Linked DNA regions of Mus musculus: region 1 is linked to region 2. The links are chromatin contacts, called in public HiCAR-type maps. All regions are on one chromosome and are shown on one strand. Each heading gives the region's core, a stretch centred on a gene start, on an enhancer-like site or on the middle of the called end of the contact. The rest is flanking DNA. Distances are from core to core; before and after follow the strand shown. Region 1 overlaps Atp8a1 (ATPase, aminophospholipid transporter (APLT), class I, type 8A, member 1). Region 2 has its middle 69 kb from the start of C330024D21Rik.

Evidence for each region. HiCAR-type assays count read pairs that join an accessible place to other places.
Region 1: a contact with region 2 is called in a HiCAR-type map of astrocytes, with 2.5 times the contacts expected there. The contact joins two enhancer-like sites. A contact is called at or near these places in 4 of 15 datasets of contacts at CTCF or cohesin (CD8 T cells, embryonic stem cells, large pre-B cells and 1 more), 14 of 484 Hi-C or Micro-C datasets (the HPC-7 cell line, the N1E-115 cell line, cerebral cortex and 7 more), 9 of 115 datasets of contacts at active chromatin or transcription factors (astrocytes, bone marrow-derived macrophages, craniofacial prominence and 4 more) and 2 of 9 other capture datasets (adipose tissue and embryonic stem cells).

Annotation. Positions count from the first base shown.
Region 1 is chr5:67,750,845-67,754,259 of GRCm38.p6, forward strand. Atp8a1 (ATPase, aminophospholipid transporter (APLT), class I, type 8A, member 1) reads right to left here. Exons shown (of 37, transcript NM_001038999.2): 16 at 169-241. Among named protein-coding and RNA genes, the nearest start is that of Gm46914, 50 kb to the left of the region's middle. Within about 2 kb of position 1,962, at least 44 of the 459 cell types and tissues checked have an H3K27ac peak or open chromatin away from gene starts, as enhancers often do. A contact at or near this core is called in astrocytes and stem cell-derived neural progenitor cells, where this site is marked.
Region 2 is chr5:67,531,191-67,534,437 of GRCm38.p6, forward strand. No RefSeq gene overlaps it. Among named protein-coding and RNA genes, the nearest start is that of C330024D21Rik, 69 kb to the left of the region's middle. Within about 2 kb of position 1,676, at least 46 of the 459 cell types and tissues checked have an H3K27ac peak or open chromatin away from gene starts, as enhancers often do. A contact at or near this core is called in astrocytes and stem cell-derived neural progenitor cells, where this site is marked.

The sequences.
Region 1 (3,415 bases), core at 712-3,211, 220 kb after region 2:
ATCTGGACACAGAGGCATTGAGGACATTAACACATGTAAAATAAAATAAATCTAAAAAAAAAATCATGTAAGTAAAAACATGAGGGGACTAACCATGAAGGAAATTCATTCCGAGACGTATTCATTAGTGCTCACCTCCTAGGGACAGATAGCACTGAGGTCACTTACGTGGTTATTCTGGAGATTGTCCAGCAACGACGGGTCATTAAAGGTTTTTTCATCTCCAAACTGTGAGCTCTGCCTAAAGGGAAAAACAAAGCAAAGTTGGTTCACTTGTATAGGCCTAACTCACCCACTGCTAGTGATGAGTGATTACTCTCAATCCATTCCAATAACTGATCTATTCCTTAATTCAGGTCAGACTGGAAGGGACCTATGTTCTTTTCAGTTCCATCTCCAAACTCAACACATAGTCTAGTGCAGTAGTGATTAACATGTGGGTTGTGACCCTTTGAGAGGTCCAACAGCCCTTTCACAGGGGCCACGTATTAGATAGCCTGAATATCAGATATTTACACAGTGGCAAAATGACAGTTATGAAGAATCAAGAAAAGTAATTTTATCGTTGGAGGGGTCACCGTAATGTAAGGAGCTGTATAAAATCAATGCAGCATTACGAAGGTTGAGAGCCACTTAGTCTAGTTATCTTTCCCCAGGAAGAGCTGTACAGCAGGTTCCTCTAGGCAAAGATTGGAAGGCAGACTGTCCTCCAAATTCGTGCCCCTCTAACAACAGGCCTGTGGCTAGCCAGTCACTCTTAGACCTTGCTTAACCTCTAATTTCTGCTATCCCCAGCCTTTCTGACTATAATATAGTCCAGTCATTCTCCCATGACCACGTATGTTCCTGTCTCAGGTCCCTGGAGAGATGAGATTTCTTCTTGTATTCTAGAATTAGTTTTTGCTTAGTGCATAGCTTCGGGATGGGGTAAAGTCTAGATCCAAGACTGATGTAGCCCGTGGGCGGTTACTTTTAGTTCTCACATGCTACAATGTTATAATGTGACCTCGGTCCTCCAACTCCATAGCTCTTCCTTCTTAGCAGACCGGAAGGTCATACACCCTGCTCTTGGGCAGCCTGGAACCATTCTCATTCACTCTCCGGTGAGACATTCACAAGGCTCTCTGCATTTCATTCTTTACATCCCTCGATCTCCTACTGGCATTTTCCACAAAGTGGCTTGCTTCTTTTGCCTTCCAAAAGTCAGGAGTGTGTTTCAGAACTTGGACCACTAGGTGGCAGGTCCTCCCTTCACGCCTCTGCTCCAGCCCAGTTTTCTCTGGCTCATAAACCTTTCCAAATGGAATAGGGTTTGAAAGGAGACTTCTTGGCATTCTTCCCTTAAGTTGGTCCAAGGAACGAAACCCATGGGGGACCACAGGGCAAGAGCTCTCCAGCCACAGGGAGATTACTGCTGGTATAGGTGATCTGCCAGGCTAAATGGTACAAAACCATAGAAACACGGCTAATCATTGTCCTATAAGGTCTGGACTGATGCTTGGCTTTTAACAAAGCAGTGATCTGACTGCTGGGGCCAGAAAGTCCTTCAGCTGAGGATACATTTGAACACATAAAGCTGCATAATAATTACCTTATGGCAATTATCACAGAGAAGCTGAGTCGCAGCTCTGGGAGAACTCATCTTTCTATTCAAATGATTCAGTTTTTAAAATGATAAAAATCTCAGTCCCAGGAGAAAGGTGTATTTTTCTCTCTTTAATACTTCCATGACTAGTGTGGATTAAAACAAAACAACACCCCATTGGTCTTGGAGTCTCTTCAGGTTTGGAGGCCGGGTGAACGGGAGCCACTGGCACATGCTCCCCGAGATATTGTGTGACAGACTGGATGTAAAGAAAGAGCAGTTGAGAGAGCACTTGCACAATGTGTCGGCCTGGACAAGCTCACTGCCCACTGTACAGCACCCGTGTAGAGGCTGGCTTCCTGATCCGTGCCACATCTCCCGGACGACCTGAGGCAGAGCTCCTTTGGTAGCGCAAGTCAGTTTTCTGAGGCAATGAACACGGTTGTACAAAGCCTGTTTGCTCAGCATCCTCTCTGACTCAGGGGCTGATCTCTTCCCTAACCTAGTGGACCTGCCTCAGCTTAAGGGCTTCTGGCCCCAGCAGTCAGAGAACTGTTTTTTAAAAGAGTCTGTACCTCTAGGATTTTTTTAAGGTCCTGTTCATTGGTAGTCAAAACTGCTTGCTGGTAGATTTAATTTTTTTAGTAATGAGTTTGTTACTCAGAGTAGTTAAGTCCAAGAATTTGAATGGGTGATTAAATGCACTGTTTTGGCTAGATAATGGTTGGTTTTGATCAAAGTAAATGAGACTCAGTTTCCTGGGTGACTGCAAGTATTTCTGAAAGCAATTACAAAAGAGGAGTTCTAAAATGCTGTGTGAGAGTCTGCACTGCTGAAGAAAGAGCCTGCCAAGGGGACTCCTTTGAAGACTGATGCTAATGGAGATGGGTTAGCTCTCATTATTCTAAGGGCACGCCTGGAAGAATGCTCTACCCAGCCTACCTTCTACAGCAGAATAAATAAATGCCACTCACGCCACACATAATTATAGGCTAGGTAAAATGAGAAAATAACCAAGCAGAAAAGAGAAACTTGTTCAACCTGCAGATACTATAATAATACAAAAAAACAAAACAAAAACAAAAACAAAAAACCACTGAACGACTGCAGGGCCAGCTCTAAGGCAAGCTCTCTGTCACCCCACTGTCATTTACTTGAAAAATAACAAGAACATAACGTGTGACTGTATCAAGAAGTTAAGAAAAAACAAACATATCTACTTAGATTTGCTTCAGAATAATAAGGGTAGAAAGGCACAGGAGGGATAAGGGTGACCCAGGGCATAGCCTGTTAAAATAACTGATGGGGACATTTGTTCATTCTGCTTATATTTAAACTTTCCAAAATAATTTTTTAAGAGAAAATGATTATGAATATTTGTGGGTTTTTGAAAGTAATCATGTGATAACTTATAATTACATGGATGTTTTTCTCTCTAGTCCTTCCAATATTGATACTATCAATTTAGATAATGGTTTTTAATAGAAAGGAATTGGTCTCCAAGTCTCCACGTTTGTTTATGGTTCTTGGCAACAACAGGAAACAGTGCCAATTCTAGAGTTAGTAGCTATGCACTGGGAAGTCATAATCTAGACAAATCACTTATATTAATACATTTTTAGAGGATTTCAGCTATTGCACAGTCTTTAATGCCAAGAGTATATTTGAAAGGGTCTTTAGAATGGACCAAATATAAACACATAATTTTCACATGTGGATTTTCTTAACATTTTTGTGGTGAGTGCCATTTCAAGCAGGACAATTAAACAGACAGCTACAAGCTTGCTACGTGGCATTCAGTCAACTTCACATTGCCAGACAAAGCTGCCA
Region 2 (3,247 bases), core at 426-2,925:
TTTTCGCCCCCTGGTGGAACAGGGGACTCACTACAGGGATTAAATTACAGGAAATAAAGTTTGTGTGTTTGTGGATGCAGATCTCTTCTGCCAAATTGCATTGAACATGGCTCCTGCCTGGACCCCAGCGGTGCTCACTCTGCCAGGAATATGCAGCATTGTCAGATCTAGATTCCGCGTATAATTTTAAAAAGTCCACCGTTCAGACCCATTTGATTTGATTGTTATGCTTTCCCCTCATTTCCATTCAACTTAATGAGCTTTTTATCTGTACTGTTTTAAGGCAGATCACTAAGAACCTTCCCTTTAAATATTTCAGTATGTTTTAAAAAGGCACTGTTAAGTAAAAATATTTTTAAGTGAAGATGTGGTGGCGTTCAGATAAAGGTTTACCACACACTAAACCACTGAACACTAGAACTCATTTACTCCTTTCATTATTATTTTCCTTTTTGGTGGTGTTGTGCCTTCCTCATGCCAGGCAAGCACAGACAATCGTATCTGTCATACGGATCTGTCTTCCGTTTTGGGTGAAATTGACACCAACTCTTCAGCACCACATTCAGCACCAAACACAAATTCAAATCGTAATTATTTGTGGTGCTGATGATGGACGTCTGAACTAGGTACGAGAGAGGCAAGCAGTATAGCCCTGAGCAGTACTCTCGGCACAAAGGACACTTATATCCGGATTTTCCAGACTGCCCCTCATTGTACAAACGAATGATGTAAAAAAAACATATATATATTTTTTTCTCACCCTTTACTTAAAACACAGGACTTGGGCTGAAGAGATGGCTCAGTGGTTAGGAGCACTGACCCAGGCTCAATTCCCGGCGCCCACATGGCAGTTCACAATTGTCTGTAACTCCTGCTCCAGGGCATCTGACACCCTCATGCATGCAGGAAAACCACCAGTCTCCTCCTCCTCCTCCTCCTCCTCCTCCTCCTCCTCCTCCTCCTCCTTCTTCGGACCCCTGAGGATGGGGAGAGGGGTCTAAATTGCTGTAGCCCTGAGAAGAATAGACTGACCTTTGGCTGTGGTCAGACAACTTCAGGGTAAGGGTAATGAGGCCATATATTCATCTTCCCAGAAAAAAAAAAAATCTTACCCATCTTACCATTATGGACCAGAGGCCTTTTCCTGGCCAACTTCCAAGCATTTTCTCAACGGCTAATGCTCACTAATCCTCAGCCTGACATTATCTTCGTTTTAGCAGCATATCTGGCTTTCGATCTGAATTATAAGCCACATGCAATAAAAGGGAACTGGAAATGATTCAAAGCTTTGCCAGGTATTCTGAGAAGCCCAGCTCATCTGTACGCAGGCGCAATACAGGCAAACTTCCGCTAGAGGGCGGCCTCAGACTGCATGATACCCTGCAGTTCTCCGGAACAAGTGGAGACTGCAGAGGTGCAAACCTCAGCCGACAGAGCAGCATGAATGTGGACGCATGCTCCCCCCCCCCCCCCGCTAGCAAATAATATCTATTTGTTGTTGTTTTGTCCCCCCACTTCCGGATTGGCTTCAATGAAAATCTGGCACATGTGGTAAAGAGAAATATGGAAGATTTCCTTTCGTTTCCTTTGCGAGTGAGCAGTGAACCCTCACTTACCTCTTAGGGAATTTGCAGTGTTGTATTTATAATTATCAAGAGAGGGAGGGAAATTAAAAACTTCGACTGCTTAGCTCTTCCGCAGTTGGTCTGTGGGCCCGAGGGACACTCCAGGAACTCCGTGTTCTGGCTTAGCTCCGTGGAAACCCTCAGGAATGGCCATTTGACCTCTCGCTGGGCCACCGGAGGAAATCAGCTTTGGTTAGATCAGATGAGACATAATTGGCTTTGGACTCGTTAGCGCACACTCCAGGCGAGCATTCCTTGCTGTTTTGAAAGGCCTGTGTTTTACTTGGATCAGCTCAGTGTACAGGGGAGTCAGTCACAGCTTGGGTGGCTGGGTGGATTAGCATTTTGTTTCCCAAGATCTGCTCTGCTTCTGGGTCTCCCCAGTTGACACGGTGCCGGGCTCAACCCCCAACTCCCGGCCTGAGGTCAGAGAGAGGGATATGTCTGTTGGCCTGCAAGGGTGGTTTGTAAAGAATATGGGGTCTGGGTGAGTTGAGAGGTGTTCAGGCCTTAGGTTCTGGAACCATGAATTTGCATTTGCTGGATCGAGAAGAATGCAAAAGTGAATAGATTTCAGCATCGGGAGTGGTGTAACTTTGTCCTCTGCCTCTAAGTCATGGCCCTGCCCAATCACTTTCCAATAATCAGAGTGATCCTTTTAAAACGTACCTCAGCTACAAAGTTTGAAGAGAGCTGGGGGTGGGGTGGGGTATGGAAGAAGCCGGAGAGAGAGAGGAGGGTACGGGAGAAGTTGGCGTGGGAAGAGTAGAGATGGATGCGATCAGTATACGTTGTATTCGTATTCATTCCTGACCTGCTCCTGAAGCATACTGAGTCTTTATATGGTGGCGCCCTGCCTCACGTGTAAGCAAAAAGTTCAGCTTCATACTGTCGGTGGTGGACCTTAGTATCATTTTGGAAGCCATTTATAATAAGGTGGGTTGGGTGTTTACTGCAAGAGAACGCAGTGAGCTTTATTGGGATTTCAAAGAGCAGTTTACTTGGTTTGAGTTCTACACCTAGAGCTTACAAAGGATGCTTCCGAGAGGCTCCGACGATTTTGGTAAAGCAAAGGGCCTTGACCTCTGTCCGTCTGTCTATCTATCATCTATCTATCTATCTATCTATCTATCTATCTATCTATCTATCTATCTATCTATCTAGAATGACTTTATTTTTCTAGAGGTCTCCTGTGTAGGCAAAGTGATTGAATGATAGATCTATCTATCTATCTATCTATCTATCTATCTATCTATCTATCTATCATCTATCTATCTATCTATCTATCTATCTATCTATCTATCTATCTATCTATCATCTACCTATCATCTTTTCTCAACATCTCAATCACTGGTAAAGGAGAATATATAGTAATCTGAAAATCAGTTACGAAGAGAAGCAATGACTGCAGAGACCTGCAGGCGGAGCTACTCAGCAGTCTGACTCCCTAGGAAATTGGTTCTTTGGGGGGTTTTGTTTCTCTTTCTGCAGCTGTTTCTTTTCTCTCCAGGTCCTTCTGCTTTCTGGGCAATGTCCAGTAGCCTTCTCTCACGGTGATTCTGATGTTGCCTGTGACTTCTACTTACTTTGTGGAATCACCATCGGCCACGGTCTGGCTCTGC